2 separate regions of the Sus scrofa genome follow, and region 2 is linked to region 1. The links are chromatin contacts, called in public HiChIP or PLAC-seq maps. All regions are on one chromosome and are shown on one strand. Each heading gives the region's core, a stretch centred on a gene start, on an enhancer-like site or on the middle of the called end of the contact. The rest is flanking DNA. Distances are from core to core; before and after follow the strand shown. Region 1 holds the start of RXFP4 (relaxin/insulin like family peptide receptor 4). Region 2 holds the start of RUSC1 (RUN and SH3 domain-containing protein 1).

Region 1 (2,700 bases), core at 60-2,559:
CCTACCCAGCCCTGATCTGGGCCCCGGCCTCCCCCATTCTCCCACTGCCAGACTTGGGGATCAAAGATCAGACTCTCCCTGAGAGCGTTACATTACAGCAGAGAAGCCAGCTTTTCTCTCCCTGGGATGCGTGGATCCTGCACCTGACCTGGCAGACCCCCAGAAAGAGGGGGATTAGCTTGCTCCCTTCACCCAGCTGTCCCTTTGTCCCGGTTGGTGGGCATGGCAGAAGGGCCACCATCCCTAGGGGTGATCTCCTCCCACCGCCTGCCCACTTCCTTTAGGGCCACCTGTTCCACCCAGCCCCGGCCCTGCGGCCACAGCCTTGCTCTCAGGTCCCTGAAGGTGACTTCCAGGGCCCGCCGGGGCTCCCGCCTTAGGAGGCAGTACAGCACAGGGTTGAGGCAGCTGTTGCTGTGTGCCAGGCAGGTGGTGACAGGGAAGACATAGGTATGGATGGTGTAGAAAGTGCTGTCCCAGGGCACCAAGTCAAACTTCACCAGGACACCCCAGAAAGTGACCACATGGTTGGGGAACCAGCAGAGGAAGAAGGAAGCCAGAAGGATGCGGATGGAGCGGGCCACAACCCTGTTGTCCTGCCGTCGCTGTCGCCGCCGTCGCAGGAAGGCCAGCAGCAGCAGGTAGCTGGTGGTGATGATGCCCAGTGGCACCATAAAGGCCAGGACCACCCTCTGCAGCTGGTAGGCCCCCAGCCAATACCTGCTGGGAAAGCGCAGCAGACACAACCGCACGCCACACAACTCGCCCTCAGCCCCAAAGACAGCCGTGGGCACCGTCACCAGGGCAGCTGCTACCCACACTGCCAGGGTGGCCACACGGGCCCAGAAGAGCGAGAGGTGGGTACCTGGTCCCCCAGCCATGGCCACCACCCAGTATCGGGCAACACTCAGCGCCGTGATGAGGAAGATGCTGGCATAGATGTTGAGGACGGTGGCTGTCAGGATCATCTTGCAGAGGGCACCTCCGAAGGGCCAGTGGAAGTCCAGCGCCGACTCAGCTGCCCAGAAGGGAAGAGTGAGTGCCAGCCCCAGGTCTGCCAGAGCCAGATTGAAGACAAAAGTGTCAGAAGGTGGGCAAGGGGCTCTCCGAGCGCAGTTACCCAGCACCCACAGCACAGCCAAATTTCCCAGTAAGCCGACGGCCCCCACAAGCCCATAGGCCAGGGCAACCATGACCCTCAGGGCTAGGAATCCAACAGGCATCGTTGCATCATCAGCACTCAGCACGCTGCCTCCAGACGCATTGACCCAGAAAGCGGGCAGGGGGGCAGAGGTATTGGGTGTGGGCATCGCAGGGCATCAGATGTCAGTGGTGCAGGGCAGAGGGGCCAGCGAGTGTCTGCCAGGCTGGTAGGGGCCGCCTAGGGCGCTCTGCAGGTTGCTGTAGATCTGAGCGCTTCTCTGCTTCTCTGGGGCCTCTGGCTGCCTGGAGGCCCAGCCCACGGTCATACCTCATAGGGCGGGTCCTGGAGGGACAACCTGCCTCTTCTCTGTTGGTCTTGGGGTGGGTGGGGCAGGGTGAGGGAGGACCAGAACCCTGGGATAAGTGCGTGCGTGCGTGCGTGCCTGCGTGCGTGCGTGTGTCTCCATGCAGAAGAGAGGGAATGGGGAAGGGGAAATTATCCCACTATGAAGGGCAGCCCCAAGCCTCCACCCAGGGAGGGGACCAGAGATACCCCATCTGAGGGATGGCAGGAACCAAACTATAACCCCCTCTATTCCTAACTGTTCAGGGGCCCCCTTCTCTGCAGAAAGTGCTCCCTGGGCACCTGGGGAGGTGGGCTGGGAGGGGGCGTAGGGGCAGGCAAGGCTCTGGAGTCCCAATTCTACTACCACTCTGTGACTTTAGTGAATTTCTTCCCTCCTCTGAACCTCAGTTTCCTTACTTAAATTTTTCAAATTAAAATCTCTCTTCACGGGATTAGTGTGATAAAATGAGATGACACATATGAAAGGGCACTTTGTGCCTTGCTATTTGCACAAATGGTTATTATTTCAAAGGAAAAGTTGGGGGCCTTTGTGGCAGAAGGGAGCAAGGTACTAAGCAGTTATTAACACCATGGCCAGGGAACAGCGCCAACGAAAACACAGGTTGGAATTCGTTGCAGCAGCAAGTGACCTTGAGGCTAAAAGCAGGGAAGAAAAGGGGAGAGGAAGTCACAGCTTCCTGTTCCCTCCCCACTGGGAATGCAGCCTATGAGGACCTGAGTGGCCCTGGGGCATGCCCTTGGTTCTCTTCCTGCTAAGAAGTCCTGCTAGCCTCGATCACTAACGCCCACAGCCATTTCACACTTTCCTGCTCTAATCTGAGGTCAATGGTGCCTCCATTCTCTCCTCCAACCCCCAAACCGCGTTTCAGAGCTGCGGATGCTGAGATACACCTTCACCACACCCCATCCTGTCTCCTCATGATCTCAGTCCTAATTGGAAAAAATGCCTCAATGGGTCCTTCCCTTTTGTGCCCATAGCCCTAACCGTTGCAGAATTTGCTGTGATGAGAGAAAGGAGAGGAGATGGGGGTGTGGAGGGCAGGGTGCAGATAAAGGAATAATGCTTTTTCAAGGATTCCAAAATATTCAACACCTTCCTGCCCTGTGCCAACCCATTAAGATGTTTGATGTTCAGTTCCCTTGAATGCTGGGGGAGGAGAGGAGCCCTGTCAGGATAATCAACAGCTGGT
Region 2 (2,700 bases), core at 106-2,605, 410 kb after region 1:
GAGCTCCCTGGAGTAGACTGAGATGGGGGACTCATCCGGGCTAAAATCTGAGCAGGAGCTGAGAGAGGAGGAGCAGCCTGGGTCCGAGGGAGAGGCAGCCCCCTCTTCTTCCTGTGCTGGGACCTGCCGGTTTTCTAGGCCTGGCCCGTGCTCCTGGCAGCATCGGCAGGGCACGGCTGGGCTGTTGGAATTGGCGTCCACCAGGGTCCCGCTGCAAGGCCCTCGGCTCTCCTTACCCCCGGTGTCCCCTGGGGGAGGGGATGTGCTCAAGGGCCCCTCTCGTAGCTCCGGACGGCGGGACAAGTGCAGGCCCAGAGAGACATGCTGGAGGTGGATGTGGTTGAGGTTGCAGAGTAAAGCCCTCTGAGGGGACAGCATGGTGCCGGCGGCGACGGGGTAGCCTCTAGAGAATGAGGAGGCTCAGGCCTCTCACATCCACCTACCTGGCAACAGCAGACGCAGACCTAGAAGACAGGGATGGTGAAACCAGCAGTGAGGGTGCGGGCCGCAGGAAGGACGCTGAGGTGACTGATGGCTGGAGCAGGCCTGGAAAGGCGCCTTAAACAATATTTAGATGAGATGCAAACAGACATCAACTGGCCATTAGCATCCGCTGCAGTGTTTGCAGGTGGAGTCGACTGTAACCTCCTGGGAATGGGGCGGGACGGGTTAGAGAATGCGGCTGCGTTCTCAGTCTCCTTGGAGGTGCAGGGGCTTGTAAAAGGATGGGGCCAGGCTGAGAATGGCCCCGGGATCCACTCTACTGCAATCTGGCCCTGCCCCCAGAATGCCCCTCACTCCCAGAAGGGGCCGAGAGGCCCCGCCCAGATGCTCTGAAATGAGAGGGGGAGGCGCGTCTGGCTGGTTAATGCAGGAAAGGGGCGGGCGTGGGGGGAAGGACGAAGCAGCCATCAGCATGTCAACGCAGCCTGGCAGGTCGGCCCGCATAGAACCCGGGCTCCAGCCCACAGCAGCTGTGCACCTTCATCCAGCTCCGAGAACCTGCATGTCTTTCCATTCTCTCTGCAGTTGTCTCCATCGTCCAGCTACCACCCCGCCCCTTGTCTATTCATTTTTCACTGCTCCCCCTCTCCTGCCCCACCCCACGTGCCCTATCCCTCCAGCCACACCCAAAGGCCATCCTCACCAGGGTCCTCCTGCAACCGCTCCGCAGCGGCGTCGGGGATCCTCTGTGGCTCCCACGGACCCCGCCCAGCCCACACAGACTGGAGGGGAGGGGCGCTGGCACAACCGGCCAGCGCTGCGCAGCCGCGCCCCTTCACGCATGGGCGGGGCGTGACCGAGACCCAGCCCCCAGCGCTTGACGTCTTGCCCGGCACCCACCCAGGCCCAGGTCGACTGCTTTTGAGGGCTTTGAGCATTCGATCCCGGGCAGATCCTAAAGCCAAAGCCCACAGTCCCGGTTTCCACGCAGCTACCCTCCACCCTGCCTATTCTGGACACAGCTGCGCCCCTGGCTGGCAAAAAAACAGGAACGGAACCGGAGGTTAGATAGTAATTTATTGAGAGCCCCCCCTCCCACCTTCAGTCTCTGGGCTACTTTCTTCTCTTGTAGATCTTGTGTGCCAGCTCCAGGAAGATGGCCGGGGGCAGGGGCGCAGCATACTGCTCGATGAGACCCATCAGGTGGCTGTAACTGTCTTCCTCGTACTGCAGGAACACTGCCTGCAGATTCATCTCCTCATACAGCGCCTTCACCCGGGCCACCTTCTCAGCATCCTTCTGCCCATAGTTCTCCTGGAGCGTTGGAGGCAGGAAAGTGGGCCTGTTAGCCTTCCCTCAACACCTCCAGGTCCCCTCCACTCCCCTCATCTGGATATTCCAGAACATCTTCAATGCCATTCCCACCATCGCTGTCTCCAATTTCAAGTGTCTCCGAGTATCTAGGATCGTGAACTTCTCCCTCCCCGCCCCAAATGCTAGGAGACTGGTTCAGCCCTCAGCTTCCTCTATCCCTGGATTTCTCAACCCTTGGCACTACTGAAATTTTTTGGCCAGATAACTTGGTGTGGGAAGCTGCACGTTTGGCAGCTCCGCTGGGTTGCTAACCACTAGAGAGATGTGTGGCACATGCACACACCGAGTTATAACAAGATGTCTCTTGACATTGCCCAACACCCCCTGTGGTGCAAAATCACCCCTACTGCAGAACCACTAGCTCAATCCCCCTTTTCGGCAGCTCAGGGATCCACAGCCCGCTCTGGGGCACCTGCAGGATTTGGCGCTGCTCCGGAGAGGCCCGCTGCAGACACTGAACCACCAGCCAGCTGCACTTGTTGTCCTGGATGTCTGTGCCGATCTTGCCTGTCACGCTGGGGTCCCCAAAGAGGTCGAGGTAATCGTCCTGGGGTGGGTGGGGAGACGACAAAGGAGGAATGAAGAGGCGCCGAGACAAGAAGAAAAGTCGGAGCCTGTTCGCTGCTGGCGCCTCACGCCTTCCTACCTGAATCTGAAAGAACTCTCCCATCTCCATCAGGATCTTCTTGGCATTGGCGTGCTCCTTCTCCCCGTCAATGCCTGCCTGAGGTGAAAAGGGAATTGACAAGCCACACCCCAGAGGTGCCTTCATCTTCCTGGCTGCTTCCTTCCACAAGCTCGTGCTCCCGTGCAGCCCCTAATCTTCTCTCTCCTTTCAGACATCCCTGATCCACGGTCCAGCCTCTAGCCCACTTATGTTAG

The links. HiChIP or PLAC-seq counts read pairs in DNA pulled down with a chosen protein or histone mark.
Region 2: an H3K27ac HiChIP or PLAC-seq map of alveolar macrophages shows a contact between it and region 1. The contact joins the promoter of RUSC1 here to the promoter of RXFP4 in region 1. A contact is called at or near these places in 1 of 5 promoter capture datasets (fetal liver) and 1 of 2 datasets of contacts at active chromatin or transcription factors (alveolar macrophages).

What each region holds. Positions count from the first base shown.
Region 1 is chr4:94,083,786-94,086,485 of Sscrofa11.1, forward strand. RXFP4 (relaxin/insulin like family peptide receptor 4) reads right to left here and starts at 1,310. Exons shown (of 1, transcript NM_001005844.1): 1 at 189-1,310. The coding sequence starts at 1,310. The coding sequence ends at 189.
Region 2 is chr4:94,498,638-94,501,337 of Sscrofa11.1, forward strand. RUSC1 (RUN and SH3 domain-containing protein 1) reads right to left here and starts at 1,356. Exons shown (of 12, transcript XM_013997003.2): 1 at 1,148-1,356; 2 at 1-464. The coding sequence starts at 378. FDPS (farnesyl diphosphate synthase) reads right to left here. Exons shown (of 10, transcript NM_001185131.1): 8 at 2,465-2,542; 9 at 2,231-2,365; 10 at 1,558-1,758. The coding sequence ends at 1,558.